Linked DNA regions of Mus musculus: regions 1, 2, 3, 5, 6 and 7 are each linked to region 4. Evidence: chromatin contacts called from public HiChIP or PLAC-seq, Micro-C and promoter capture Hi-C data. All regions are on one chromosome and are shown on one strand. The core of a region is the stretch at or near the end of the contact, and the rest is flanking DNA. Distances in the headings are between cores, read along the strand shown. Region 1 has its middle 94 kb from the start of Snx19. Region 2 overlaps Snx19 (sorting nexin 19). Region 3 holds the start of Nfrkb (nuclear factor related to kappa B binding protein). Region 4 holds the start of Adamts15 (a disintegrin-like and metallopeptidase (reprolysin type) with thrombospondin type 1 motif, 15). Region 5 has its middle 150 kb from the start of Gm31013. Region 6 holds the start of Snx19 (sorting nexin 19). Region 7 has its middle 170 kb from the start of Snx19.

Evidence for each region. Promoter capture Hi-C pulls out the DNA fragments that hold promoters and counts their contacts. A called contact is a pair of places that touch in the nucleus more often than the background predicts. HiChIP or PLAC-seq counts read pairs in DNA pulled down with a chosen protein or histone mark.
Region 1: an H3K4me3 HiChIP or PLAC-seq map of forebrain shows a contact between it and region 4, with 11 times the contacts expected there. The contact joins the enhancer-like site here to the promoter of Adamts15 in region 4. A contact is called at or near these places in 11 of 39 promoter capture datasets (the C10 cell line, the HPC-7 cell line, cranial neural crest and 7 more), 3 of 484 Hi-C or Micro-C datasets (muscle stem cells and uterus), 13 of 115 datasets of contacts at active chromatin or transcription factors (SST interneurons, craniofacial prominence, embryonic basal ganglia and 7 more) and 3 of 9 other capture datasets (adipose tissue, liver and pancreatic islet).
Region 2: a promoter capture Hi-C map of embryonic stem cells shows a contact between it and region 4. The contact joins the enhancer-like site here to the promoter of Adamts15 in region 4. A contact is called at or near these places in 11 of 39 promoter capture datasets (the C10 cell line, the HPC-7 cell line, cranial neural crest and 6 more), 4 of 15 datasets of contacts at CTCF or cohesin (the G1E-ER4 cell line, the NIH/3T3 cell line, embryonic stem cells and 1 more), 37 of 484 Hi-C or Micro-C datasets (cerebellum, cerebral cortex, cortical neurons and 14 more), 15 of 115 datasets of contacts at active chromatin or transcription factors (craniofacial prominence, embryonic basal ganglia, embryonic forebrain and 8 more) and 3 of 9 other capture datasets (adipose tissue, liver and macrophages).
Region 3: a Micro-C map of embryonic stem cells shows a contact between it and region 4, with 6 times the contacts expected there. The contact joins the promoter of Nfrkb here to the promoter of Adamts15 in region 4. A contact is called at or near these places in 1 of 484 Hi-C or Micro-C datasets (embryonic stem cells) and 2 of 9 other capture datasets (adipose tissue and liver).
Region 5: an H3K4me3 HiChIP or PLAC-seq map of stem cell-derived neural progenitor cells shows a contact between it and region 4, with 27 read pairs. The contact joins the enhancer-like site here to the promoter of Adamts15 in region 4. A contact is called at or near these places in 7 of 39 promoter capture datasets (cranial neural crest, embryonic stem cells, frontonasal cranial neural crest and 3 more), 3 of 484 Hi-C or Micro-C datasets (cortical neurons, embryonic fibroblasts and uterus), 11 of 115 datasets of contacts at active chromatin or transcription factors (astrocytes, cardiomyocytes, craniofacial prominence and 7 more) and 3 of 9 other capture datasets (adipose tissue, embryonic stem cells and liver).
Region 6: a contact with region 4 is called in a promoter capture Hi-C map of embryonic stem cells, with 8 read pairs. The contact joins the promoter of Snx19 here to the promoter of Adamts15 in region 4. A contact is called at or near these places in 11 of 39 promoter capture datasets (the C10 cell line, the HPC-7 cell line, cranial neural crest and 6 more), 9 of 484 Hi-C or Micro-C datasets (differentiating embryonic stem cells, embryonic fibroblasts, embryonic stem cells and 2 more), 18 of 115 datasets of contacts at active chromatin or transcription factors (the 230-238 cell line, bone marrow-derived macrophages, embryonic basal ganglia and 9 more) and 2 of 9 other capture datasets (adipose tissue and macrophages).
Region 7: an H3K27ac HiChIP or PLAC-seq map of embryonic stem cells shows a contact between it and region 4, with 10 times the contacts expected there. The contact joins the enhancer-like site here to the promoter of Adamts15 in region 4. A contact is called at or near these places in 9 of 39 promoter capture datasets (cancer-associated fibroblasts, cranial neural crest, embryonic stem cells and 4 more), 6 of 484 Hi-C or Micro-C datasets (muscle stem cells, nephron progenitors, trophoblast stem cells and 1 more), 16 of 115 datasets of contacts at active chromatin or transcription factors (SST interneurons, craniofacial prominence, embryonic basal ganglia and 8 more) and 2 of 9 other capture datasets (adipose tissue and liver).

The regions. Positions count from the first base shown.
Region 1 is chr9:30,519,558-30,523,202 of GRCm38.p6, forward strand. No RefSeq gene overlaps it. Among named protein-coding and RNA genes, the nearest start is that of Snx19, 94 kb to the left of the region's middle. Within about 2 kb of position 1,729, at least 73 of the 459 cell types and tissues checked have an H3K27ac peak or open chromatin away from gene starts, as enhancers often do. A contact at or near this core is called in SST interneurons, craniofacial prominence, embryonic limb bud and 5 more, where this site is marked.
Region 2 is chr9:30,447,764-30,451,811 of GRCm38.p6, forward strand. All of the region lies in intron 8 of Snx19 (sorting nexin 19), which reads left to right. Among named protein-coding and RNA genes, the nearest start is that of Snx19, 22 kb to the left of the region's middle. Within about 2 kb of position 2,323, at least 17 of the 459 cell types and tissues checked have an H3K27ac peak or open chromatin away from gene starts, as enhancers often do. A contact at or near this core is called in embryonic stem cells, where this site is marked.
Region 3 is chr9:31,383,849-31,387,804 of GRCm38.p6, forward strand. Nfrkb (nuclear factor related to kappa B binding protein) reads left to right here and starts at 2,344. Exons shown (of 26, transcript NM_172766.3): 1 at 2,344-2,422. It overlaps 1700023A20Rik (RIKEN cDNA 1700023A20 gene), which reads right to left and starts at 2,200. Exons shown (of 1, transcript NR_165167.1): 1 at 1,155-2,200.
Region 4 is chr9:30,920,667-30,924,695 of GRCm38.p6, forward strand. Adamts15 (a disintegrin-like and metallopeptidase (reprolysin type) with thrombospondin type 1 motif, 15) reads right to left here and starts at 1,786. Exons shown (of 8, transcript NM_001024139.1): 1 at 615-1,786. The coding sequence starts at 1,571.
Region 5 is chr9:30,630,257-30,634,375 of GRCm38.p6, forward strand. No RefSeq gene overlaps it. Among named protein-coding and RNA genes, the nearest start is that of Gm31013, 150 kb to the right of the region's middle. Within about 2 kb of position 2,340, at least 67 of the 459 cell types and tissues checked have an H3K27ac peak or open chromatin away from gene starts, as enhancers often do. A contact at or near this core is called in adipose tissue, astrocytes, cortical neurons and 3 more, where this site is marked.
Region 6 is chr9:30,425,278-30,428,850 of GRCm38.p6, forward strand. Snx19 (sorting nexin 19) reads left to right here and starts at 2,052. Exons shown (of 11, transcript NM_028874.2): 1 at 2,052-3,573. The coding sequence starts at 2,291. It overlaps Gm30933 (predicted gene, 30933), which reads right to left and starts at 1,701. Exons shown (of 3, transcript NR_169179.1): 1 at 1,590-1,701.
Region 7 is chr9:30,596,221-30,600,393 of GRCm38.p6, forward strand. No RefSeq gene overlaps it. Among named protein-coding and RNA genes, the nearest start is that of Snx19, 170 kb to the left of the region's middle. Within about 2 kb of position 1,846, at least 19 of the 459 cell types and tissues checked have an H3K27ac peak or open chromatin away from gene starts, as enhancers often do. A contact at or near this core is called in embryonic stem cells, epiblast stem cells and trophoblast stem cells, where this site is marked.

The DNA.
Region 1 (3,645 bases), core at 479-2,978, 400 kb before region 4:
AGAGGGTGAGGGCCAAGATCAGTGATTAGGGAAGGTTCTTAGAAGAGGTCATGTTCTGGCTGAGAAATAAAGCAGTATTCGGATTTAAGTGAACTGAAGAGATGGCATGGGACAGAAAAGACAGAGAAATGCAAAGGATTAGAACCGCGGAGGAACGACAACTAAATCAGGAATTCCCTGTTATAGCAGATTCAGACACATTATTACTACATCAGGTCTGTCAGGTGGAGAACATTATCAGTTCCATTTTCCAGAGGAAGGACTGGTGGAACACGGAGATTTAATAGCTTGCCCAAGACAGCTTTGCTTCCCCAAGATACTGCTCTCTGGGTTTCCAGCCCAGAAGAGATGTGCTCCCAGCCCACACTCCAAGAAGATATCTTTCTATACACAAACCACAAAGTCCTGCAGAAACATAGCACTTCTTGTAAACCAACCCAGACTCTAACCTGAAGTCCCAGGATGTTTTCCACCACTACCATCCAAGCACAGGCCTTTCTGAGGTGTGGCATCTTGTTTCTAAGGTGGAAAGAGACACTTATGAACAAAACTGCATTTAAGACACAAATGAGAGAGAGAGAGAGAGAGAGAGAGAGAGAGAGAGAGAAGAAGAACCCTGTGATGAGTTCAGTGTAAATGAGTCAGAAACATATGGATCCAATGAACTTGAAAAAGCTCACTGGAGTTCAGAGCAAAGGGCAGAAACCTTTGCAGGAAATCACAGTTGGAGATTTCTCTAAGCCCAGTTCCATTAGTTCTTGCCAGCCACAGAATAGGGCTGGTGAATGAGTCTCCATGGAAACCACTAAGGAAGAGTAAGGGTCACTCTGTCCCAATTCCTCAAGGTCCGCCTTAGTCATTTTCCAAGCAGCTAGTACAAATACCTTGCTCCATGCAAGCCCATTTCCTGGATATCCCAATCAGGGAATGGGCTGGAACACCCAATCCAGCTGGTCATTTCTTCTTAGAAACTCAACCTTCCCAACTCCCAAAAAAACGTACAAGTTGAACTGAAATCCCTACTTTTTCTTCAGAATCTCCTCCCCTTGGATTCAACCTCTCTAGATAAGGTTAAAGTCATGCTAGGCTTCTTATCAACTGATTGGAAGGTTAGGCTTGTGGTCATTGGCTTTGGAAGATGAAATACCAACCACGGTCCTTTTTGGAAGCACCAGGTGGGAAATGAATGTACACAAAACTATTGAAAATGTTCAGCCAAACATGAAACACTATCCAAAAAAGACCCAGATCCTGACGTATCAGTTCGGTTGAGTTACATCAGCCATGAAAACAAATGCAGGCCAGGAGGCCTGGAGCCCAGAGAGATGAAGCTTGGTTAATGGAAAGCAGGCAAGTGGCAGGTGTGTTTCCCTGGGCAAAGCCATGTTTAGTACATCCCTACTCTACCCATACCCCCAACCTCAGGGTGAATGACAGTCTGCTCAAGGCATCGGGCCAACTCAAGAGTCCAGCTTAGTATCGGCTAGGTTTCCATTTTTTATCCACTTGAGTGCATCTTCTAGATAAAAACCCAAGCCTCTGCTGTGTTCTGATTTTTCTTGCTCACAGTGGAGTTGCTATGGAAACAGGCCTTGCTCATCCACCACTGGACTAGTCACGTTTCGGGGGTGGGAAGGACTAAGAAAAAATGAGCAAGTGGAACAGTATTCTCCCCAAACGGTGCTTTAAATTGAAATCATCTGTTCTGCAGCCCGGCCTCCTCAGCCCAGCCACACCCGTGCAGCTGTGAAGGTGGGCGGGCCAGCCAGGCCAGCCGCCTGCTTAGAGAGGGTCAAACCTCTGTGGTGGTAAGGTGATATGCTGGGAAGAATTTTGCTCTGGACTGGTTTTTTTTTTTTTTTTCTTCTTCTTCTTCTCTGTTTCTTATTTACTAATTAGCATTTTAATGGTGTGCATTTACGGGCTGTACTATGAAAACCCGATACATGTACATAATGTGTAATGATCAAATCAGGGTAATTAATATTTCCATCTCCTTAAGCATTTTTTAAAAATGTAACTCACTCATAGTGACTGTACATTTCAGAGGGAACATTTAGAACACTTGTCAGAACCTTCTTCTCTACCTTTAATCTTCACACTCATATGGACTTCACCGGAAAGTCCACGTTGGCCTTTGTGTGTCTTCTCCAGCGGCCCAGAAACCAGGATGAACCCTGGAGACTGGCTCAGGGCTGGGTTTTCCAGGCATTTTCTGTGGCCCTGAATGTCTCTACTGCTGTCCCGATGGGTTTTCCCACTTGTGGTTACCTGCAATTCATGAGGTTAGGACAGAGCCCTTTTGTACTTAAGGCAAAGAACCCACATTAAGGGAATGCGTGTGCCAGAACAGAACAGACCAGACCAGGAGAGGAGACAGAAGCAGGCAAGTGTAAGAAGGTGGTCCTGATGAGGCCTGTGGAATGGGCAAGGGGAGAATGCAGGAAGCCAGCCAGCTTAAGGATAAACTACACACATGCTCCATGTGAGCCTCAGCTGCAGGGTCGTTATGCTAGACCTGGAAAAGAAGGGCTTGGGGGAGCCTAGAAAACCTAGCTAAGGGGTGCAGACAGTGGGCACAGTTGGAGGTCAGACAAGAGTTTGTTGTTGGGCCAGTCTATGCCAGGCCCAACTCTAGGTTTCAAGGACATGGTGTGAAGTCAGAAGTAGTATGGGGTAAATGACATAAGCACCGTCCAAAGGAGTTATCCTTAGTCATTCCTTCACCTGGCTCCTAAGCATGCTGCCTGGAGTCAGAGTCCCAGGCCCTCTGGTTCAGGCCATCTTTCATCATTCCTGCCTGCAGGGCTTCCATACTAGCTGAGATGTGATGGAGTATTGAACACCTAGGACTGCAACACAGTGTGGGCTGCCCAGGGCAGATGAGCTGGGTCCTAGTTTCCACAGCTGTCACCCCTACCCCAATAGCATTGCTACACAGATAAACAAGAGGATTTCCAGAAAGCTCACTGGTAGGCAGGGTTGCAGGGGTGTCTGGAATTGGATTGAATACAGCCAGTCCTCTCAGAGGGAGACTCTTTGGGGGCCCTGGTTGAGCCAGTGCCTTAGAGCTGCTATGCTGTTGCTCTGTCCGCCGGCAGAGCACATCTGGAAAGTCTATTGGACAGACACGAAAAGGTGACTAGGAGCAGGATGGAGAACAATGGGCTGAAGGTGCCGAAGTGAGGTCAGGATTTGCTGGTGGGCTTCTTGCCCAGCTTAATTGTTTTCATTCTCAAAATGATTCCTAACAGCTGGCCCAATGCTCGTCATGTGCGGATTCCACAAGCAGCTGGGAGAAGCCAAAGGGCTGGGCAGAAGATCTGGGAGTCCACCACCTGCCTTGTCAAGCTAGGCTCAATGAAGATGGGCTGAAGGAGGCAAATGGGCCCATCTGTCCTGCCTTGTGTGGGTGGATGCTTTGAATCCAAGATGAGTTCAGGCTTTCATGCCACAAACGCCCTCCCTGCCCCTGCCTTATGCACAGGGTGGCCACTTGGAGGCCTTTCCCTGGACACCTGAGTTGTGACCTAGCCTCTGAGTTCCTGTTGTCTATGGCTAGCTTTCTCAGGTGGCCAGGGCAGAGGGCCAGAGGTCAAAGATTAAATACAAATTTCAGAGAAGAGAAATGGGCAACATTTTAGC
Region 2 (4,048 bases), core at 1,073-3,572, 470 kb before region 4:
AATAGGAACCTGAAAGTGTAAGGTTTTGGCAACAACATTAGACTATGTAAGATTCTTGAGGGCAAAGATAGAGCGTATTCACAGTTGTGTCGCAAACGCCTCCTCTGACATATAGAAGACACTGACTGAAATTCTGTTAAATGAGCAGATGCAAGATCGCATGCAATTCCATGTCTCAGTATGTCTCTCATCACCAGGGAGAACTCCAAGCATCCTCGGCAGTGCTAGGGGACAAGAGGTACCCAAGGAAACAAAATCTCCCCAGGCTGTTCCCATAGAGTGTCCCCAGCTGATAAAGTGGGCATCTCCAATACCCAGGGCTGTGGTTGTACCTACCCATAGGCTTGCCCTTCAGGCAACAGTACCGTTTCTTTCTGAAGCAGCACAGTGCCCTTGAGCGCCTTGCCTCACTGTGAGGACCCACTGATCTTATGCTCTCTGGAAGCAGCTCCTGCTGTTGCACTGTCCATGTCCACCCCCTACCCCCTTTCCACATAGGAAGAATGCGATCATTGAAAGCAGACAGACAGCCTCACTGTGTTTGACTTGGGGGCGAGTCTTACTCGCTGTATGGAGGTTCTTTCGGAGAAAGCTAATGCGGAATAAACTGTAAGAAGATGAAGGTATGTGTTTGGAGCTGCACCTTATAAGCCAGGGGTCGTTTAAGCTAAGTAATATTTCAAACAGTGCAGCAGGTGTAAATGGAGTAGATTACTTATACTTTTAAATAGAAAGCAACTCATAATAATTTTGAATGCTTTTAATCTAGTTCTCTGAATGGTGCAAGTCTGTGGCTTGGAAAATGAGTACCAAAATTCTCCCTGTAAACACCAGGTGGCACTGCAGGTTAAAAAATACCATTTACTTTCTGTAAGGAAGACTTATTTTGCAATAGTAGCTCTGCCCCGTGATGATGATGCCTAAGCATTGCTCCATAATTCAGAAGCCACGCCATGGTGCCAGTGACATAAACAGGCCGAGTGTCTTTCATCTTTCACATTTCCCCTCCTCCCTGACCTGATGGGGCCTCAGCACACTGTTCTCTAGTCAGTCTCGTCAGAGATGGCCTTTTGAGTGGCTTCCATCCTTTAAGAGTTCAGTGCTGGAACTGATATATTGAGATCAGAACGAACAACAGGTCTGTGGTAATAATGAGCCGGACAGACATCTGAATTGAGAGAATTTTGTCGGTACTCTTTAGCCCATATTTAGGCCTTTTGGATCCCAAAGCCTTAAATATGCACGATGATAAGTCTGTGTAAAGTAGGTGGTAGGCCAGTGCTCTGCCACTGAGCCATACTCCATTCCGATCCTCACTCTGTCCTTAGCATTGCCATCAAGTGCCTTGCAGAGGAAGAAAGTGACAGTGGAGCAGTGAAGGAGCAGATGTGCACATCCAGGTACACGCTTCAGTCTCACTCCATGGGCATGCCAGCAGCACTGGAGCGCGGTTCTCAAGGAGTTAGGGCTCCTGTGTGGGAGCCTGGCTGTGTAGTGCAGCGTCAGCATTAGCCCCAACAGCCCTTCCTCTCCCCACTGTGGTTTTTCCCTTTCTAGTTGTATGTATTATTTCCCTCTGCTTTCTAACTATTGCTGATTCACACAGAGTTGCCACCATGCAAAAACCCTGGAGCTGCCACAATGCTGTCCTTAGAATCTCTCCTTGGTGTCAGGAAAGCCTTCGCCTTGAGAAGCTTTTCAAAGGCATCCTAAAGAGAGGAAAGCAGAAGCCATTAGATAACGCCCACGCAGGTGCTTCCCCAACCTGCTCTGCTCACGCTTCTTTCTCTCCTACTCCCAAATCAAACTCGGATTTTCCAGTTTCTTTCTCTTGGACATGTTTCTCCTGTTGATCTTTTGTCTGCAAGATTGATCTTTTCTAGCCTTCTGTAGCCATTTTCACACCCTGTCTTGAAGTCCTGCTACCTCTGCTTATTTAAACAGGATCCCAGGTAATTTTCTTCCAAATCTTGGCTGAGCACACTCTAACTCTGGTACTTCTTATACTGGTGACATTTGGAAGCAGGAACCCTCCTGATAAAGAGCTCATAATTAGGCAGCTCTCTTTCCTCTGCCTCCTTTCTTCTTTTCCTGGGGTGGTGGCTCCCCTCTCAGCCAAGAGGGGGGCACCCCTGTGAGTTAAAGTCACCAGGAACAGTAGGGGCCCTGGTTGTCAGGACAACTGCTAACTTTCTGCCTCTTCCTTCCTTTGTGTCTGGCCTTTCTTCCTGGTGCTAAGGGCTTCCCACCCCTCACCGCCCTTTCCCCTTGGCTGACTCAATCTTCTTCTGAATGGGTGGCCCTTTTAATTACTGGCCCACCTCGGCCACCTCCCTGCCTTTGCCCTCCACTGAAAGGCAGGCTCAGGATTACTACCTGGGGACTGTGAATGAGCCAGACCTGCAGTTCACAAAGGGGCCAAAGAGGGGGGATGAGACAGTGTGGGTCCTCTAGTCTCTGTAATGAAAGTGTCCTTGTTTAGTAAACAACAGTTATGCTCTGGGGAGAGTCTGCCATAGTTTTCATGTTACCCCTAACGTAACAGGCGTCTCTTCAATCTGGTTAGTTACTCTGCAGCAGTGCTTACTGTTTCTATCTTTGTTTCCCTGAGGCTGCCGGGAAGGAGGGAAACTGAGGCATGAAGCCTCACTGGCTTCTTCCTATTCTCTGGATCTGATAGGGTTGGTACAAGGGACGAGTGGGGTCACTTTCTCTGTCACACACACAAACACAGCATCTTCAAAAACATTTTTAGTTTTCATTTTTTCTCGTTTCATCTTGGTAACTTCGTGAAGAAGACAACATAGGAAGTCTCCTGTTTTAAAAGTCAGTCAGAGGTGCTTGAGGTTATGCTGTGGTTACTAACAAAGGGGAGGGCTTGACCATCTTCAGAGGCAGATTTGTATAATATATCTTCAAATTACAGTCTTAAAAGTGTCACAGTGTCCAGCTCTGGAACAAATATCTTCAGACCACCCTTTGCACTTAGTCTTATTTTTGCCAGAATCTACAAGTGTCTCCTTTCTGTGCCATACTTCTTAGAAAGGGAGCCAGCTTCTGCTGCTTGTCTGTGTCCCCACCACACCTCCTTCCAGCTACATTCTTTTCTTCTTTCTAATTTCAAAAACTGGGTTGGAAGCAGCTTGGTGTTGTTCCATCCATCAGAAACACTTCCTAAAACACATGGGGGACTTAGTCATCTAGACATCTCTCTCATGTTTGACTTTCAGTCCTTTCTGTCCTCAGGGCTTATTTGCCAAGAAAACCAACAGAACGAAGCATAGGCAGCTGGCAGCTGTCTCCCTTCCCCAGGATTTATAGCGTGTAGAAAGAAGCCATGGCTGGGCCATGAACCCTTGCCTTTCACCCCTTGGCCCTTCCAGCAGGATGCATAACTATGTGTAACTTGCCCATTGCATGGATTTTTCATAATAAATTCTTCATTCTAGATCAGCTAACTTATTACCAACATATTCCTGACAACAATCACCCTGTGGCTGGAGTTTTGGCAAACATTTTAATTTGATTGTTAGCTTTCAAAAAGTCCATTACTAGGAAAGTAAATCTAAGATGTATGGCCAAGCATTTATGCAAATACAGAAATACAAAGCATTGTTATGTTGTATACAGTCTACTGATGTCTTTGTTTTGTTTGGGTTGGTTGGTTGGTGGTTTGTGGTTTGGGGGTTTTGTTTGCTTGAGTTTTTTATTCTGTTTTTCATACTAAGGCCTCACCATGTAGCCCAGGCTAGCTTCAACCTCTTGATCCTTCTGTGTCATCTTCCCAAGTTCTGGGATTGCAAGTGAATGCCACCATGCCCAATGCTTGCTTCTTTGCTTGTTTTGAGACAGTCTCGCTTTGTGGCCTAGGTTGGCCTCACTGGGGATGCTCTTGCCTCAGCCTCAAAGTGCTGGGATTGCAGGTTTGCACTGCCTTGTTCTATCTTGTCCACAGTGTTTTAAATCTGTCACTGTCCTCTACCATAGGGTGAATAATTAAAAGCTTACAACTTGTTCTCGTCTTTAAATATTCGGGTATACTTTGTTC
Region 3 (3,956 bases), core at 1,094-3,593, 460 kb after region 4:
GCCAGTACTTGGAGGTCTAAAGCAGGAACGTGGCAAGTTTGATGGCTAAGTGATGGAGACACTTAAAACATCAGTGTTTGTGGGTGGGAGGGAGAAGGGGAGGGGAATTGTAAGGATGAGTAGGTTAATTTTTGGGTGGACAGTGAAACAATATTACATAGATCTGTCAGTTATTTGAAATATGTAGGGCTGGTGAGATGGCTCAGTGGGTAAGAGCACCCGACTGCTCTTCCGAAGGTCCGGAGTTCAAATCCCAGCAACCACATGGTGGCTCACAACCATCCATAACGAGATCTGACTCCTTCTTCTGGAGTGTCTGAAGACAGCTACAGTGTACTTACATATAATAAATAAATAAATAAATAAATCTTAAAAAAAAAGAATAAGTTTATTTAAAAAAAAAAGGGGGGGGGGCTGGTGAGATGGCTCAGTGGGTAAGGGCACCCGACTGCTCTTCCGAAGGTCCGAAGTTCAAATCTCAGCAACCACATGGTGGCTCACAACCACCCGTAATGAGATCTGATGCCCTCTTCTGGTGTATCTGAAGACAACTACAGTGTACTTACATATAATAAATAAATAAATCTTAAAAAAAAAAAGAAATATGTATCACTTGTGGGTGAAGAGTATGTGTGTGTGTGGGGGGGGCGGGGGTTGAGGTAAACCTATGCTTTGTTAAATTTTGTATGACCCTAAAACTGCTCTAAGAACAAGGGCTAATGAAAATGGCAGTTTGTAATGTTTTAATGCTCTCCTGTCTGGTCACCCAGAGTGACGCTGCACTGCCATTTCTAATTGGTGGTTTCTAATTCCAACAGGATCCAAGGACATCTTTTTTGTTTGTTTTTTGTTTTCTTCGAGACAGGGTTTATCTGTATAGCCCAGGCTGTCCTGGAACTCACTTTGTAGACCAGACTGGCCTTGAACTCAGAAATCCACCTGCCTCTGCCTCTCTGCCTCTCTGCCTCTCTGCCTCTCTGCCTCTCTGCCTCTCTGCCTCTCTGCCTCTCTGCCTCTCTGCCTCTCTGCCTCTCTGCCTCTCTGCCTCTCTGCCTCTGCCTACCTTCCGAGTGCTGGGATTAAAGGCTTGCGCCACCATGCCCCGCTGATCCAAGGACGCTTATAGAGTCAGTGGGTGTGTGTGCGCGTGCGCATGGGTGCAAAGATTTGGCTTTATTTGGAAAGCACTATTTTCCACTGAGAGAAGGACATGCCTGGCATGCCCTGCTCCCCTGACATGTTTATTAAACCGAAGGAACAGTGGCTAACCCACGCAGGACCAGAGGGTGAACTGTAGAATACTTGAGAAGACATTCTAAATAAGACGGTCTTAGAGAAAGAAGGCGTAATGATGAATCATAAGAGTAAGTTGTCGATGTTTTCACTTTCTGCAAGTTGTGCGGACTTGGAGACATGGGTTAGAGTCTGTGTTATATTTCCCAACCTTCAAGACTGCAAGAGGTCCTCCACTGTCTGGTGGCCTCAGCAAAGCCTTCCCGACAGAGTGGTGGTGTCTAACAGTTTTCTTCTGCAGGGAAGCTCTTTAAACAACTCAAGAAAAGCTCTTTAAGCAACTCAAAATAGCTTCAGGAAGTCCCCGAAACGGATCAGATTCTTTAGGCTCCTCTCTGCCAGAATAAACGATAAAAGCTGAGAGACCTTCTCAGATGGAAGGACGCTAAACTGAGGATTCTGAGTTGGGGAAAAAGCTACAAAGTCGACTCTGAGGCCAGACCAGCTACCTGGAGGCAGCAGAAACCAGCTGAGCTGCCTGGAAAGGTGTAGACCAACTGAGGCACCTGGAAAGGACTCATTGCAACCTGTTGAGCTGCTTGTAGGCTGTGCAGTGTTTCAGGTTCCCAGCTTTTGTGAGTTGTCACTCATGCTGGGGTGAGCCTTGGTTTTTCAGCTAAGTCATTTCTGCTCTTGTTAAGTAAACCCTCACCCATATGCCTGCAAGTAATCCCAATAGTAGTTCACCAAGTTGGACTTGGGTGGTCTCGGTATTTTGATTTGTCGTGTTGAGTATCCCCTGGAAAAATTTTGTCACACAAGAAGTGGTGGTTAGCACGGTGCCTGTCAGACTGTGCTCTTGCTTCGCAGCTGACAAAAGGCGACATCGCTCTATCCTCCAAAGCTCCTGAGCCAGGAGAACCCCGCACAGAATGGATCGTGCCTTCTCCGCACCGACGTAGCTTGTGGCACCAGACGCGTCGGGGCGGTTCAGGTGCTGCCACAGGCTCCGCCCCTGCCCGTCCTGCCCAATACGCTCCGCCCCGCCGTTAGGTTTCGCCCCACAGGTCCCGCCCCTTCCGCTGCCGGAGCCCGGAACGTGCGCGTACCCAGACGCCTTGCGGGAGCGAGCGCGTTTCGGAGCCCACGGCCCGACGAACCCCGGGTGAGACCCGCGGACTCTGCTGAGGTGAGGGCGGGCCCAGGCGTCGGGTTTGGTGGGTGCCGGGGGAAGGGGAGAAGCGGGGAGAAAGGGAGAAGCGGGGCGTTGCCGTGGGCACGCGGCGGGCCCCACGCGTGGCGTGCGGCTGCCGGGTGGGCGAGGGTTAGGGGGAGGACGTGTGGGGGAGGGGCGGGCCGCGGCGCGCTGCGCGCAGGTGGGGCTGGCGACGTGGGGCTGCGGTCCGAGGTCCTTGCTTGCTGGTTGCTCGCGAGGGTCTAGAGGGTGGGCTAGCCCAGGTGCAGAGAAGAGGCCTTCCTGGTCTAGCGAAGCAGCCCGGGACACCCCCAACACTTAGAAATCGGCAGCTTCCGGGGTTCCGGCTCGCTAGCAGCGCCCCTGTTTTTGTATTTTGAGTTCTTGTGCAGAATAAGTGGCAAGGCAGCGGTTGTCGCTAGATAATTATGTGTAGCTTAATCAACCGCCGGTATTGGAAGCAGCTTCTGAGTGAGTTGTGTACATTGTGCACCTGTCAGATGAGGTAACTGGCTTTGCACGCTGTCTATGCCACTTACGCTAAGAGGAGTTTATTCTAAGCATCAGGTTGCCTCTGTCTGTCGGTCTGCCTGCCGGCCTTCCTTCCTTTCTTTTTTTCTTTCTTTTTTTTAAGTTTTGTTACGTGCAGGTGTCTTGCTCCTTTCTCACTTTCACTCAGTTATTTAGGCGCTACATGCGTGCAGGATGTCCTCAATTCTCTGTGTGCTGACGATGAGCGCGCACAGTTACCTGGGGACCACACAGCTGTGTCCATGTAACACTCGCCGTATCTTTCCTTGATCTGAAATACTGTCAGAACGTGAAATCATTTTGCAGAAAAGAGCTTCCATTCTAGGTATATTACAGACTTACCCATTATCATTTGAGAACTTGGGAAGTGGGAAGGATCTTCACTGTTAATGTAAGCTCACTTAGCTGGAGATTCCCTTTAAGATCCTAAGAGAAAAGAAAGGTAGGAAGGGCCTGGTCCAACTCCTCCTTAACTACAGGTAAGGAGCCTGACACCTGGTGAGGTAAGATGTCACAGATAGTGACGGCCCCAGGGTAGAATCTGGTTGCTCTTCCCACTTTTGTGGGCTTGTTGGTCTGTTTGTCAGTAATAGTGATAAGAGTCCAGTACATGTAGAGCAGCTGGGTCATGACCCTTTTGGAGTGGGGGTTGAGTGACCTTTTCAGACTGATCATCTAAGACCATTGAAGAACACAGATATTTACATTACAAGTCGTAACAGCAAAATTGCAGCTATGAAGTAGCAACAGAAGCGGTTTCATGGTTGGGAGGTGGGTCACCACAACTCGAAGGCCGTAGCATTGGGAAGGCTGGGAACCACTGAGGTACAGCGGTGAGTTCCAGTTCACTGTGCCTTAGCACTGTTCAGAACCGTGGCCTCAGCTTCATACTGATTCCAGCTTTGGGAAATGCTTGCATTAACTTACATGGATCTGAAGGTCAGATTGGCCACTGACAGCTAATAACAGTCTGGTGATTGGAGCCCTAGGAATTTAT
Region 4 (4,029 bases), core at 536-3,035:
GTATATGTAAGTCTGGCCTTTCATAGCAACTCACAAACTATTACAATGATCCCCTCCGTCTCAGTCCAGGATTCCCAGACCCAAGACAGAGAAAGAATGACATGTTGCCCACTAGAAATGCAGCAGGCACTGACCTTGAATCACCTTCCAGGACTCCATCCAGCAAAAGTTAGCCTGTTTGGAGATGTCAGAGAAAACTTAGCCACCCACAGAGGAAAAGGGAAGGAGTTCCCATTGCCACCATCTACAACACCATCCTCATAGCGCCTCCTATCGATCTTGAAGACAAACTGCAGCTCAGGGGCGGCAACTTCCTGGGTTCCAGCCCCTCAGCGCCTGATCCAGAAGGCGTTGATTGGCTGCATCAGGACAACACCTTCGGAAAAAGCAGGCTCTCCACCAACCTCCCCAGAAGCACATGAGATGGAGCTCTGCTGAGCCTAGGAGAGGACTCTGTATAGAACTTCCAACGCTAGAATTCGAAAGGAACCAATTTAAAGGGGGCATTGGGTGGCACAAAGGGGCTTTGGAGATCTAAACTCAATGATCCAAAAAAAAAAAAAAAAAAAAAAAAAAAATGGGGTTGCATCCAAAGAGGTGACAGATGAACTCACCTGTCTGGTGAAGAGGATGGCTGTGTCCCAGTACTCAGGGTGCTTATCGCTCACTTTGTTCAGCTTTTTCTGCCAGGCACAGAAGTTGCGCAGAGTCAGGGCCGCGTTGCCTGTGACCTTGGGCCCAGTGTCACGATCTCCTAAGAGTAGCACCTTGACCACCACGATGTTGATAGGGTTGAGGATGCTGGGGTGGCGGTAGAGTCGCGCCGCCGTGGCCAGCAGCGTCAGTAGATAATGTTCCAAATCCGCGCCGTGAAACTTGACCATTGACTCGTCCGCCACCACCAGTGTCTCCACGTACCGTGGTATAGACACGAAGCGCTTGGCGCGCCCAGACCTGCGGCGGTTGTGGCTCTCCCCCGCGCCCGTCCGCCGTGGCTTATAAGGGTCCAGAGCCCTCAGGATGGCGGGGTTCCAGCCCGAGGCCACCCCGCAACGAGAGGTGGGGTCTCCGGAAGGCCCTACAGGAGCACCCCGGCGCTGGAGAAGGTGTGCGCCCTGGCTGTGACGCTGCGCCTCTGGCGCGCTGGTGTTGGGCAGAGGGCTAATGACATACTCCGCACCTCGGTAGCCAAAGGCTCCGCGGAGACCCCCGCATAGGCTCACAGCAGCAAAGGAGTCTGGCTCCGCGTTCACATACCCGGAATAGAAGCAGCGTCGCAGGTCTAGAGAGCTGCCAGTGAGCCTCTGCAGCGGGACACCTAGATACTCAGTAGCAAAGGCGGGAGCCAGGAACTGGGCATCTGGCGTCAGGTGTAGATAAAAGTCCTGCTGAAAAGCTGTGATCTGAAAAATGAGACCCTGATCCCCGGAGTCCTCCGTACCCCTCCTGTAGTAGTGGCGGCCATTGATGTCCGGGTCCCGTCGGATTGGAACGACCACCTCCCACTCTGGCTCGGAGCTGCCAGCAGGTCGCCAGGCGAGAGCCAGGATTGAGATGCCCAGTAGAAGCATGGCGCCGGGCCGCGCACAGACGCGCTCTGGGATGGGACTTAGCCCGGCTCCCACGGCAAGCACTGTCCCCTTGTAGCCCACACACCAACGCCCGGGACAATGGGCAGTTCCCAGAAAGGACAGCCAACCAAGTCCGCGAGACTCCTCCCAGAGCAGCGAGCGTGCACAGGGCAGCCCGCGCCTCCTACCTGTTCCTCCCTGAGCAAAGCGCGCTCTGGGAGCTTTAGTACGGTCGCTGTCAAGTGCACAGCCGAAAATTTGCCGTGGAGAAGTGACGCGAGGTGGCGGGCTGCTTCGCGAACCGCAGCCGCTAGCGGTGCAGCAAACTAGGCGCTGGGCGAGCCTATTAAAGGCCCCCTCCTCTTTGGACTGCCCAGTCAGCGCCCCTCCCCTAACTCCCCTCCCAGCCTCCCAGAGCTCGCTGCCTGGAGCCTCCAGGGGCCACTGGAGAACTCGGTCCCGCCTCCTGAGCAAGAGCCACTTGGCGGGGAGGGAGTGGCGTTATGCCGAGGCAGGAGGCGTGGGCTGACCTAAGAAACGAACGCTGGAGCCTATTCACGTTTTTTGCGCTAGGTACCCCAGTGCGGAGATGCATCAGTTACTACTGCCTGGGTGGACATCTGTGAGCTCTCTGGGTCTTAGCCTTCCCAAGGCAGCTGGGTCCAGGAGTCTGGAACCAAGACAGCACTGACCTCTTTTTCCAGGCCCACCTCTTTCCTCCAGTTGCAACAACCCCCACCCTGCTTCTTAACCATCAAGTCTCCAAAAGGACCTCAAACCGAGGAGGGCCCTTTAAAGGTCCTAGTGTTGGGAGAACAACCTCCGAGAAACACAGCCAGCCCTTCTTGAACCCAGACCCCACACAGGCTGCCCTGTGGGGTTAGCACTGTGTTGGATGGGCTAGACAGACTGCCAGGTTTCAGTAATTCTGCCAGGCAGATGTTAAATGCAGCCATTATTTAAAACTAAATTACATAAGCTTATAATTAAATAAGTTATATTTTAAAATAAAGATGATAAACTCTCAAAACTCCATCTCTTCCTAATTATCTGATGGCTGCCTCTGGTCTTGAGCCACTGAGACCCTCAACCCTTCCCCCTCCCCCAAGCCCAAAGCTCCCAGAGAAGAGCAGAGGAAGATGGGAAAGCAAACAGCCTTCTACTTAGTATCTCCATCAACCCATACAGCCACATAGCAATTGGCTTTCAAAACAGGTCCTGGTGAAGTTACAGCTAATGCTGGTTATCAGGGCTTGAAGAGAGGAGGCAAGCCCTTAATAAGCATTTATTAGCATCCTAGTGCCTGAAAGAAATAGCCAAGCAAATGCAGGTTGTCTTCTAGCAGGGAGAGTCAAGGGACTGGTGGGCAATGGAAGGCAGGCCATGTGCCCTTAGTATGTATTTTGATCCTTACCCAAGTATAGGGCAAGGCACTGGAGTGGGAGAGTGGGTGCAGATCAGCTGGAGAAAGCACAATCACGTTGTAAAGTTGCCATCCAGCTTGGAGAGAAGGCTGGGCACCAACTGATACATCGTGGCACTAGACCTCAAGGTTCTCATATCCTTGCAGAATCTGGAACTGGAGCTATATAGCTCAGTGGTTCAGAGCCCTTGCTTGTTCTTGCGGAGAACCCAGGTTCAGTTCCCAACACCCATAGTGGCTCACAGAAATCCATAACTCCAGCACGTGAGGATCTGATACATTCTAACCCCTTTAGGCACAGGCACGCCCAGACACACATACAGACAAAGCAGTCATGTACATAAAATAAAATAAAATAAAATAAAATAAAATAAAATAAAATAGTCTGCAGAATTTCCCTTTTCCCCCTTCCATCAAAAAAAAGAAACCCAATAGAAGAAGGAGGCTTTCCTGCCTAATCTTTCTTGATAACCAGAAAAATCTTTGAAGAAACAAATTGCCCTGGCTTGCATTGGAAAGAGAACAGTAGGAAATAAGGAGTGTGACCATTTTAAGGATAAAGAAGGTGCTGAGAAAAGGTTGGGGAGTTGTATTGAGAAGTGGCTGCTCAAGGAAACAGGTTCCATTGTCCTCAGAAAGAGAAAGCTCATCAGGTCCACCACTGAAGAGCCTGTTATCTTCCCTCCATAAAGAACCTTAGACAGCCCTCCAGGGCCTTACAACAGGAAGACAGATGCCCATAATCCTACTGAGGCTCCCCCTTGACTGAGACAAAGGATCTGAAATTCATTATGGTGAACGAGTAAGAGATGGGTGTTTATGCTCTATAAATGAAAGGGAAAGTAGCCATGTAGGAAGAATGTGTGTAAAAGGGAATTATACTCCACAAAGGCCTTGTGTCTGAGTGTTCAAAGAAGGCCTATAATTAAGAGCAACTCAGCAACGAAAAGTCATTTATTTAGAGCAAACAGTTTCTTTCCTACACCCAACAGTCTTGATGGTGGGTTACAAGATTTCCAACCACATCTTACTTTC
Region 5 (4,119 bases), core at 1,090-3,589, 290 kb before region 4:
GATAAAGAATCTTCAGAATCACAGGTTCTGGGAGCATCCTGCTCCTTCTCACCACACACATGATCACCAACAGCCTGGAAAACGTTTGCCCCAGAGATAAATGGTAGAGGAATGGGACAGAATTCACATGGAGCCGTATGGATCCAAGACACTGATCTACCTGCAGTTGGAACTCTCTTACCCCACTGAGACCCCATTCTTGAAGGCCCAGTCACCTGTGTTGACTATTGCTGATGGAAGTGTCCTCAGAGCACCTGCAAGGTCAGGCATCCACTGAGTGCCTGTGAAGAAGAGAACTGAGGCTTCGGGAGTCTGAACTCATGCTACGTCTTCTCTGTGTGTTGCTGCTCCACCTCCAGTGCATTAAAAGGAAAAGGTGGAGATGAAAGAAAGCAATGAGAGGAGGGGAAGAAAGCAGCCCACCCTTTCCACACAGAAGGACTTTGGGCAACAGCCAGTAGTGTATGTCTAGTATCTTTATTCACTCACAAAGCAAAATTCTTAGACTCTAGGCCCAGGTAGCTCTGGAGACTCAAAGAAGCAAGAGTCCAGTAGGGGGGGTAACAGTGTCCATAAATCACACACACAGATGTCAGCACTGGGATATAGTATGCACCTACCCAAGCTTCAAGAACAGAATGTGAGCATCTTACATCTCAGGGAGGGAGCAAGGAAGACATGCTACTGAGATGACTCATGATCAGTGATGAATGAAGAGAGTTTCTAGAGTCAACAGGTTCTGTTCCCAGAGAAACGATTGAGAGCAATAAAGACAGCGACTCTGTTCTCAAAGAAGCGAGCACATTCTCTTCACTCGCGCTGCAGAAACATCGGAAAGGTGATCCCGAAGTTCACTCACTGAACTCCAGAAGCCCTCGGTATCCGTATGAGAGCCAGAACTAGAATTCTAGAGTCAGAAGAAACCTAGGTGTGGGAGCCCAGTAGCACAATGCCAAAGAAGTTACATGGCAGAACTGCATTGCATTAGACCGAAGGGGTGGATCCCACGAACATCACCAGCCCTAGTCAGTCCCACTGCTCTTAACCATGCATAAAATTTAAGCCAACCCTGCCCAGAATAAATATTTTTCAATACAATTGGAATTTTTGTGGGAAATTTAACAGATTTAAGATATCCTGGTTTACCAGCACAGCTGATAAAATCATGCTTATAGCTAACTCCTCCAAGTTTGCATAGCTCTACCACTGAGCAACCCAAGACTCAAATATAGGTCTTCCTTGTGGCAAACACCTTTAGATATTCACTTACAGAAACACGCAGCTGATGACCTCAAACCTGTTCTTTGCAAGGTGTGACACGATGACTTTGACAACTGGTGCTTCAACTGCTTAGTGTTTGCGGGAAGATGAGATCTGGAACAGGAGCCTTACAAGGCAGAAACGACCATCCTGCCCAAGGACAGTAGCAGGAGGTCAATACTAAGTACTCAAAGGTGGTTCATGGATTCATAGCATTAGCAACATCTAGAAGCACATTAGAAAGACAGAGTCTTGGATCTGGAAATTTTGCGTACTGAGTAACAGTTTTTCTGCACAAGCATGAAGACCTGAGTACCTACATAAAAAGCTAGGAATGCCCACAAATACTTGTAACTCCAGGCTAGTGGGGCAGAGACAGGAGAATGACTAGAACTTGCCAGCCACCATTGTTGAGACAGCAAGCTCCCCGTGCAGCAAGACGTCATGCCTCAAGGGAGTGAGACTGAGAGATCAGGAAGATATCCGCATCTCTCTGTGGCCTCCAGGAGTGTAGATGGGTACATGTACCCGAATATGATACATGGGCATGTATCACACACAAACCACCACACACATTACATACATGATACATATGCTAGACACACCCACTCTAAAAATCTAAAAAATAAACTTAAAAAAAAAAGTCAGAAATGTGGGGAAAAGGACTCAGGAATAATGTCCAATAAGAAATGGGTAGAGTTGGGGAGTCTTTCAGAAAATGGGACAAGCCCCTGTGCTTCACTGTTCTGCCATCTCTGTGTACCAGGAGGAGAAATATCATGATGTTGTCACACCAGTGCATGCATATGACTACTACCTAACATCCCTTCCCATCTGTCTTGCCTTACAGCATAGCTCTGCCTGCCCCCAAGACAGCCACATTCCTTAAGCACATAGGTCATCTCGAAGTCCCTCCCTCAGCCCTCACCTGCTTCTTGGAGACCATAATCAGTCAAGGAAAAATTAAGTCAAAGTTCCCAGCGCCGTCTCCTCCCTAAAGCCCCTCATCACACACACGTGCAGCCAGAAAGCCCATTCTGGCTCTGACCCATCACAGGCCTTTCCATTCCAGGAAAACTGTGATGTTGCCATGGAAACAACCAGTGAGGTGTTTCTCTGGCTGAGGACCCACAGCCCACACTGCAAAGTATTCACTGCTGGCATGCAGGGACCCCCTAGTTACCCCTCAAGAACCCAGGACAGCCCCACCCCCTGACTCAATGGAGCTGTTAGCGACAGGCAGTGAGTGTGTGGGTATGTGTGTATACTTATGTATATGTGTGTTTGTGTGTGAAAGAGACAGGTTTGGGTTTTTTTTTCCTCTTTAGTCCAACCCCTCCAAGCACACAAAAGACACATTCTTGAAAAAAGAAAAAAATGTATTTTTTTTCCCTGCATTCCAGCTGCCTGAGCTCAGTGGAGGGATGAATGGTTTGGGGAAAACCTCACACAGGAATAGATTTACAAGGGACAGCTGAGTGGATACATTTGGTCCCCCGAGAGGGGCATTACAAGGACTTTGGCAGGAGGCTGGCCCCTTATGCAGAGCAGTCTGAAAAGAAAAGCAGAGCAAGAGAGGGGAGTTTTCCAAAGCACCCCAAAATACAACCTTTGGAGTTTTCTCTGGCTGCTTTCATGTAAAGACAAGAGGAGGCCCATTAACAGAAGTAAATAAACCCTTTCTAGGTGGCTGTTTACACCCACCCCAGGTTTGCCTGGATGCCTCAGTTGCTAAGGTGAACACTTCCTGATCACCCTTGTTTTGTAATGTCACCTGATGCCAATACACTCCAGGACAAGAGTGGTATTTGACCCAGTGAGAATTTAGCAAACAGCTAAGGCTGGCTTCCTTAAGCACATAGGTCATTATATACTTTATATCTCATTCTTCAGTGTCTCCTTCAGATGAGATATAAAGTCAACAACATAGAGCCCTCAGCATAAATAAGGTTGGGCATAGTCCCAAGGCCCACACTGCTGAGCTTGGGGACACAGTGCAAAACGAAGAGACAGCTCTGCCCAGGAACCTGCTACTAGTGCTGGAGGATTCCAGCTCAGGACATAGAGCATCGTTTTCTTTCAGTTCCCATAGTTGTTCTCTGCCATGATTGAGAGCATGGTTAGGACAGAATACTTTGGGGCCACTACCCCCCACTCCTGACCCCCAACCCCCAGAGTGTTCAACTCTCATTTCTCTCTCCTGGCTCATCACCACTTCCGTCACTCAGCACAGAGTGGCCAATAGCTTGAATTAGGAGACTCCCTTTGCTTATTTGGAGTTCTGAAACTCATTTAAGCCATAGCTTCTCTGTTTCTCTAGAAACTAAATTTCAGTCCTTCTGCAGCTTGTAAAGGCCCGTCTGGTCCTCATGACAGCTTTTCCCAGGCCCTTTCAACCCCAGGAGAGCCTGAGACTTGAAGTCCAGCCAGGCAGGCTCCTCTGGGAGGCTGGAACTGACATTTGTGGGCCACCAAACGCATCCACATCTCAGGCTGTGTGCTGGGCTGAGTCAGTTAGATTGACCCTTTGCCGCCAGTGTTCACACCTCTGATGTCGTCACCAACCAGTGAGCACCAAGGCTTTCCAACCCCATCCTGTGTGGAGATGTAAAGTGAGGCGCTTCCTGCTGCCAAGAGGTGCCCGGGTCTGTTAATCAGATAGAGTTACTAATTACTGAGTACTCACTGTATTCTACTCTTTACATTTTCTTTTTTTTTTACTAAGTAATTCTTTGTGTTGGGCACTGCGTTTGCATTTTATATGGTAATTGAACCCAAGGGGAGAACCAAATGATTTGCCAGAAGGAAAATACTGGATCTACTGAGCAGCTATGCTCCAGGGGCATTAGCATATCAAAG
Region 6 (3,573 bases), core at 802-3,301, 500 kb before region 4:
AAATCCCCAGGCAGAAGCTCATAGCCATCCAGATGACAAGTGCATTGGCATGTCCATCAACTGTGCTGCAGAATCAGGAAGACACTCTTGGCTACCTCAGAGCTTCAGACCATCTGCTCAGGTGGCACAACGCCCACTGACAAGGTCAGTTCGTTGCTACCCTGCACTTTCGGTCTCATGATGCATGGGAGGTTTTTCTCTGAGCTGCAGAAGCGAAGTCCTAAGTGGTACCATTAGTTCTCCGCCATTTAAGTCTCTGCTGTGACTCTTGCGTGGGCAGCAGGGATATTTACTTCTCTAGAGCATTACTGTCAGGTAACTGTTCCCGGAACAACAGGATAGTTTGGGAGGACAAGACAGGCAGTCTGCAGGTCTCACATTCCTTTCAGTTGGGAGGAGGATACAGTGAAAGGATGTTCACCCTGGCAACATGAATTAGTGCTTTGTAACTCCAGAGATCACCTTGCCTGCCTAGAAACACTTTGATCCTAAACTATATTGTTGGCCTTTGAGGCTGTTAGTTGTCAACCACATCCAATTGTAGATGATGGTTTCCTTTGTATTCAAATAAAGTTATTACCTTGACACCAGCAGTGGAGACAGAAAAGGAAGCTGTAAGATCTCTCTGGTACAGGGTTGTTTTATTTTGCTTGGTTTTTTTTTTTTTTTTTTGCGGGTTGGGGGTTGTTTTGTTTTAGTTTTTGCTTTTTGTTGCTTTGTTTTGTTGTTGTTGTTGTTGGGTTGTTTTGTTTTATTTGGTGAATTTGCCTAAATCCTTCAAGGCTACAGCAGAGGACAGACTGGTAAAGAGCGATGGCATTCATCTGTGTCCAAATGGAAAGGAGAGCCACACTGCAGAGTCCAGAAGGACCAAGGTGGAGGCTTCACACAAAGAAGACATCAATGCTTCTACACATAGCCAGTGCCACTTTCAGATACTGACTTTCTTTGTAGGTCACTCTTTTTGAGTTGACAACTGGCAGATGTGTTCAAAGCAGAACACAGACAGGGGCAAATGTGTTAGAGGGTAAACTAAAAACAAGACGTCTCTTCCTCTGCCTTGCATGCCTATGCACATGGGAAGAAAAGGAAGCCGACAGGCAGAAAAGTCTTCAAGATTCAGCACGAAGGCTATCTTCTTAATGGGTTCCCTTTAACCATTGCGATTCACTAAAATCATTCCAGAACGTACTTAAGATTTTGCAATTCACTATATCTTATAGGGACTCGCTTTACTGAAAGCTGATTTACGTCAAATAAACTCATTCCCCCAATTAGCTTCAAGGGCTACAAGGACCCACTCTTCAAGCCAGTGACTAAACATAGGAAATACTCTCTAGAAACCTGCCCCACATCTTAATACTTACCTTTGACTACTCCGGAAAACAAAAGAGGTGGACTGTGAATTGAGTAGAGTTGGGAGGGGGGTCGGGGGGGGGGGTGGAGTGGGGGTAGAGGTGGGGCGTTCTGGAAGAAGCAAGGAGAATTTTTAAAATCCCTCATCAATCTAGCTCCCAACAGTACGTCTCCAAGGGAATTAAAACAAAGCTCATTACGGAAAGTTTCCCTAAACCTCTAGAGATATTTACAAACAGCACTTTAAAGAGCCTGGGCGAGTATCCGTTTTGGCCCAGGTGAGCACGGGCTCTGGGTTCTCAGCTTAGCAGAGCGGTGTGTACGCCCACCGTCACCACCGCTCCTCACCACCAGGGGGCGTCCGTGGCTCCGATCCACCAGGCCGCTCTCCCAGCGTACCCCGCTCCCGCAGGCCGCGACCCGGAAGCTGTCGCCGGCTGCTAGCCGGCCCGCTGCTCTGTCCACTTTGGAGTTGCGGAGTGTAGTGGCCTGGGCGGCCGGAGCTTGTTGTGGCTGCTGGCCGCGGCGGTCGGAAGGATCCCCACCCCCCCAAGAGTTCGTTCCCAGGGGCGCAGTCTGAGCACGGGTCCCCCAGCGACGTGTGACCCGATCTGCCGGCTGCTGCTTCGGAGTTCGTAAGTGTCCGTGGGCCGCGCGGGGCTGCGAAGAGACTCTCCGCCTGGGCCATGATGGAGGCCGGCAAAGTTTTCCTCATCTCGGCTGGAACAGGCTAGTTGATGGGCCCTGTCGACAGAAGCGAGCGGGAGAAGCAGAGCTTTTTCTGTCGCTCTGCAGTGCCAGTAGTATCGAAGGTCCAGAGTTCACTCAGTAGCAGCTGGACTTGTTCTCTTCGGTGACAGTTCATGCTCCCACTCCTGACACCAAAATAAAATCGGAGGCTGTCATCTGTGGAAACATACCTGTCCTTTCAACCATGAAGGCACAAACAGTGTCCCCTACCCAGGGGACTATCTCCGAGTCCAGTTATGTCCACAGCAATCTATGGAGTAGCCGGAAGCTAATGATCGTGGGGGTCTTGGTGGGCTGGCTACTGGTCATCCACCTTCTGGTCAACATGTGGCTTCTGATCCTTCTATGTGCATCGCTGGTAGCGCTGGGAGGATGGCTGGGCTCCACTGCCATCCTAGGGGCTTCAGGTCAATTGCACCTGGAACGATTCATTACCATCACCACCTGTCCTCCATGTCCCGAGGCAGAAAGGCAGCTGGAACAGGAGATTAACCGCACTATCCAGATGATTATCCGAGACTTCGTGTTATCCTGGTATCGTTCTGTGAGCCATGAGCCGGCCTTCGAGGCAGAGATGGAGGCAGCCATGAAAGGGTTGGTTCAGGAGCTTCGAAGGCGGATGAGCATAGTGGACAGCCATGCTCTTACCCAGAGGGTTCTGACTCTCTGTGGTTGTCACCTGCAGAGCTATATTCAGGCAAAGGAGGCTACTGCAAAGGAGCAGAGCTGTCCAGTTCAGCCCTCCCAGCTGTGGGATGCTTACTGCCAGGTTACAGCTCCCCATCCTGCCATGAGCTGTCCCACCACGGAGGTCACTTATGCACGTGGCATTGTGAACTTGATACTAAAAGAGTTAGTGCCCAAGCCCCACCTGGAGACGAGGACTGGACGCCACGTTGTGGTTGAAGTTATTACTTGCAATGTCATCTTACCACTGATCAGCAAGCTATCAGATCCTGACTGGATCCACCTTATTCTTGTGAGTATCTTTTCCAAGTACAGACATGATGCAGCACAGGGAACTAAACCCCCCTGCTCATCCAGTGTCCTAGAGCAGCCCTCGGTGCCCACATCTCTGCCATTGATTGTTGAAGTAGAGAGTCTGCCAGTAGGAAAAGCATCTTCTCCAGCAACAGCCCCAGTACACTTGACCTCCAGTGAGCCAGCCCCTTCCCCAGAGATTGAAGAAGGCCATGAAGCTGTAGAGGGAGATTTGCCTGGGATGCTCGAAGAAAAAAAAGTAGGAAATAGCTCATCCCATTTTCTACAGCCAGATATCCGAGGCCCCTTGTTCTTATGTGAAGACTCAGAACTGGAGTCACCACTGTCTGAACTGAGCAAAGAAACCATCCTGCTAATGACCCCAGGCAACTTCCTTTCTGACAGGATTCAAGATGCTCTGTGTGCCCTAGACGACTCCGGGGCTCTGGAGCCTAAGGATGGCGAGGGATCTGAATGTATGGAAGG
Region 7 (4,173 bases), core at 596-3,095, 320 kb before region 4:
AAGCCTCCATCTGAATTTTTTTTTTTTGGTCAGGGAATTCCAAGAGACTTTGGCTGCTGAGCTGGTACTTGAAGGTAAGACACTATTACTGAAGATGCCACAGACTTTGGATACAGGATAGAGGAATCAACCAGGAACTGAGGTGGAAGCATTCTCTCTGGAATCTAAACAGTATAAGAAGAAGGATAGGAAGAGACTGTGCAAACTACCCAAGATGAAAAGCAGTCCGCAGTCCTACCCAGCTATAAAGGCTATAAAAAGATATGGGTTGGGGGCTGAAGATGCAGCTCAGGTGATAGTATTTAATATTCATGAAGTCACTGGCTGGATTCCCAGCACCCTGTTAACTAGATATGGTGGCACATTCTTCTAATCCCAGGATTCTACATCCAAGGTGGGGACAGGAAAACCAGAAGTTCAAGGTCATCTTTGACTATGTAAGAGCCTGTCTCAAAGGAAAAAATAAAAAGAAATTTGAAAATAGGCATAAGACAACACTTTAAAACAATAACAGCTATAGAACCTGGTCAACAATAATACATTGACTGAGCACCTTCAAGCTCAAGTCCTTATTGGAGGCCAAACGGGCCTTATCAACTATTGTGCTGGCCACCTCATGGCTTAGTCCAGCATCTTGAGACCATAGTTATCTTCTCTTCTCCCAGAACCTGATAACAGGTAAGAGCTCTTCCAGCCCAATGTTCAAAGTGCATTACGCATCGCTTCTGACTTCTGGCAATGGATCTTGCCATGTGCCACTTGTTCCTTGTGTCCCACTTGCCTTTGACACACACACACACACACCTGTTTTTATATTCGTGCTCTTTAATTCTTGTGACTCTTGATCTGAAAGACTCACAACGTGAGGACTCCCCCACGGTCTGACTCAGGAGAGGCGACACCCCAAAATCACCCACAAGAAACGGTCTTGTTGCAAACTGCAAGAGGATTTTTATTCAAGAGTGCTCTCGGGCCCATGGTCATACACCACGCAGGGGTAGAGGACTGTGGCACCCCGAGTAGCTGGGTAAGGGGTTATTTAAAGGAAGAAACCACAGCTCAAGGAAGTGGGGAGGGCTTTGTTGGAAGATACCAAAGGTACCAGGTAAGAGTCACAAGGAAGTGTAAAGTTACAAGAGTCACAAGGAATACCTGGTAATTGTTAACTCTCAAGACAGCTTCTAAGAGCCCCTAACAATAGCACATTTGCATTGCAGGTTCTGGTAATGGTCAGGGTGACTTTCTTTGAATGAGCACTCTTTGAACCCAGGAAGCTGGTGGGTAGAGGAATGTCGCTATCTGTTTTATGATTAGCATACCTTTACAAAGGCCACATTCCCAAGCCTGGGCCTAAAGGCCTAGAATTCTGTTTTTACTTTGTTATACTTTCAGATCCACCCGTCTACCAATAACCATCTCCTTTGTCCTCTCTCTTTAAGGGATCCTCTTCTCTCTCCCTTGAAAATCCAATGGCTTTTCAGGTGTGCCCAGGAAAACAAAACAACCAACAAGTTGGTAGACATAGGTGGGGCACTGCACTAACCAACAGACCTCCACATCTGTGTCCGCTCTGAAGATGGGTTTGACCTACAAAAAACATTCTCATGTGCTTCCCCGTAGCCTGCACTTTTACCTCAGACAGTCATTCAACTCCCGCTGCCTTTTGGCTAATCTGTAGAATAACCCGAGGAACCTTTGTGGGTCAATGATGTCAAAGAAAAGATGGTCAGGGAAGGCAGAAAAAGATACTCAGAGGTGAGAAAAGAGGAGAAACTGAATCCTGTTAGTCAGATAAGCCATAGAAATGCAAAGTAGCATGGCCTAGGGTGTATCTAAGAATAGCAAGTGGGACAGAGGGTTGAAAAGAGCCCTGGGGATCAAGGAAGAAACCCCAGAGATAGCCCTTGGCTACCTCCTGCTAGGCGTCTATTTCAGGAACAGAACCCTTTAGAAAGTGCCTGTTTTCAAAAGAAATCAGGGGCCTGGTGGCAGGAGAGAAGAGCTATTTGGAATCCTTTGTTGCTGGTCATCCTGCACAGGTGAAAGCAGAGAAAGGAGACCTACATCAGTGGGAGTGTATATCTGCTGCAGTTTCTCTTGGGCATTTGTCTCCAGAAATGTAAAACCCAAATGAAGAGCCAAGTGGAAAAACCCCCAGTATCTCTATTTGTTATATCCAAGTGCTTCATTCAGTGTTTAAAGTCTTTGCTGGGCCATGGAAAGACTTTAATGCCTTAAAAAATGTTTGCAATCTGTGAAGGGGACAGAGTCTCAAAACAGCTTGAGAAGGCAGAGATGGGTTGTCATTTATTCAAGGCAGCAACTGGTTGTTCTGTATCCTCAGCCTCCATCCCTTTTCTGAGGTACCTTTGACGACCTGCAGTTCGACTGATACTAGGGTTCATGGGTAAGAAGGAAACAAACAAAATCACTCTATTACTGCTTCTAGACACCTCCATTTAATCTGCAAAATAAGACAGCTAGGAAGAAGCCCGTTCAACATCCTTCCAAACCATTCAACATCTTTTACTTTCAAGGCAGAGAAAGAGTGGCCTGAGGACATGGCCTGAAATGGGTTCCGTTGTCATCATCGCTAGCTTCCATCAGCCTGGGATCATGCTGAGGGTGTCTGGCCTCTACATGATCACTTCCAGGAAATCCTTTCTAGGTTTTTGACTTCTCTGACATTTGCTGAAACTAGTACTAAAAATCTCAAGCTAGCAGAGCCAGAGGAGAGGATGGGGTTGCACAGGTACAGTGTGTCAAATTTGCTTCAGAACACACAGGGCTTAACTTGCTAGAAACCCCCATTTTCTCCTACCTTTGCTGATGCTATTACTGGTAATGTTTCCATGGTTGGGTTTGGATTATTCAGTGCAAAGCCAGTCAGTTCCCTCTAACTATAAGGCTGCTGATATATGTATGGGGGGGGGGGGGGAGTGTGTGTGTGTGTGTGTGTGTGTGTGTGTGTGTGTGTGTATTCACACACTAGTGCCTGTAGATGCCATAAAAAGAGTGTTTGATTCCTTGCAACTAGAATTAGAGGCAGTTGTGAGCAGCCCCACACTCAAGTTAGGATTTCTGAAAAAAGCAGCAAGAACTGCTGAGCTGCCTGCCACAGCTAATCTTAGAGGTCTGTCCCCGCCTTCGAAGAGTTGGTGCATGGGAGATGTGCTCCCAGTGCCTGGGACGATCCATTCTCAGGCAAGAAGAAGTCTTGCTATTTTTTACCCAATGTTCCAGTCGTTTTTAATGAATAAACATTTGTCCACTTGTTTGACTCTGGTTGCTTTTTGGAGCCCTGAAATGATTGTTTTTAATAGCTTTCCTGGTTTCTTTGCTTGTCTTTTCGAGGGAAGAAGGTTTGCTCTCCTCTGTTCCCTGTTATAGCATAGAGTATTTCGTGCAAAGAAGCCTTTTAAGTCAATGGCTTAGCAAGCACCAGCACGGACTGTCTACTTGCACTGTTTACTACTCGCGACAAGGGTTTCTATACACTTCCTGATGAAAAGACTGCTCCTTCTGTTTTGCCTTTTCATTCCATCCTTACCCCAATGTGGGCCTGAGTATCAGAGGCTTTCCACGGGAGATCTCTGGCTAGGCCTGGTGCAAGGGTTCCAGCGAAGGGAAGCAAGTGTGGGCAGGGAGGGGAAGTTGCTTCCCTGCTTCCAATGTGGCGGTTGGCTCCACCTCCATCTCTGCCTTGTCTTCCAGGTTACTCTGTAACTCTGTGCTGCCCTGCACAGCCTGAGTTGGGTCAGGCTGGGCGGACAAGAGTCTGACTAGCCAGTGAGCAGTGCCTCAGGCGGCGGTTTGGGAGAGCAGATCTCTTCCCTAGTGTTACAGCTCTTAGGACAAAAGGCTCCGATGAAGGAGTAGTTCTCACACCCCTAATCCTGATAGGATTCTTATATATAGTTTTGAGATGGGTAAGGGTCTGACAACAGGTACTTCTCATCGGTTTGGTCTGAGGGTTTTGGGGAAACCTTATTTGCATGTGGGAGGGGTTGGTGCTGCTCCTATGTGACTGATCACCACATACCTGTGTTGGGGGGTGGGGTGGGGGGGAGCGGTCCTGTGGGAGACTGTAGCTATGTGACAGGAGCCAGGGACCCAGAAGGCTTGGCCGAACACCTGCCATCCCATGTAGGTGGAAGTCACCACCCATCGGGT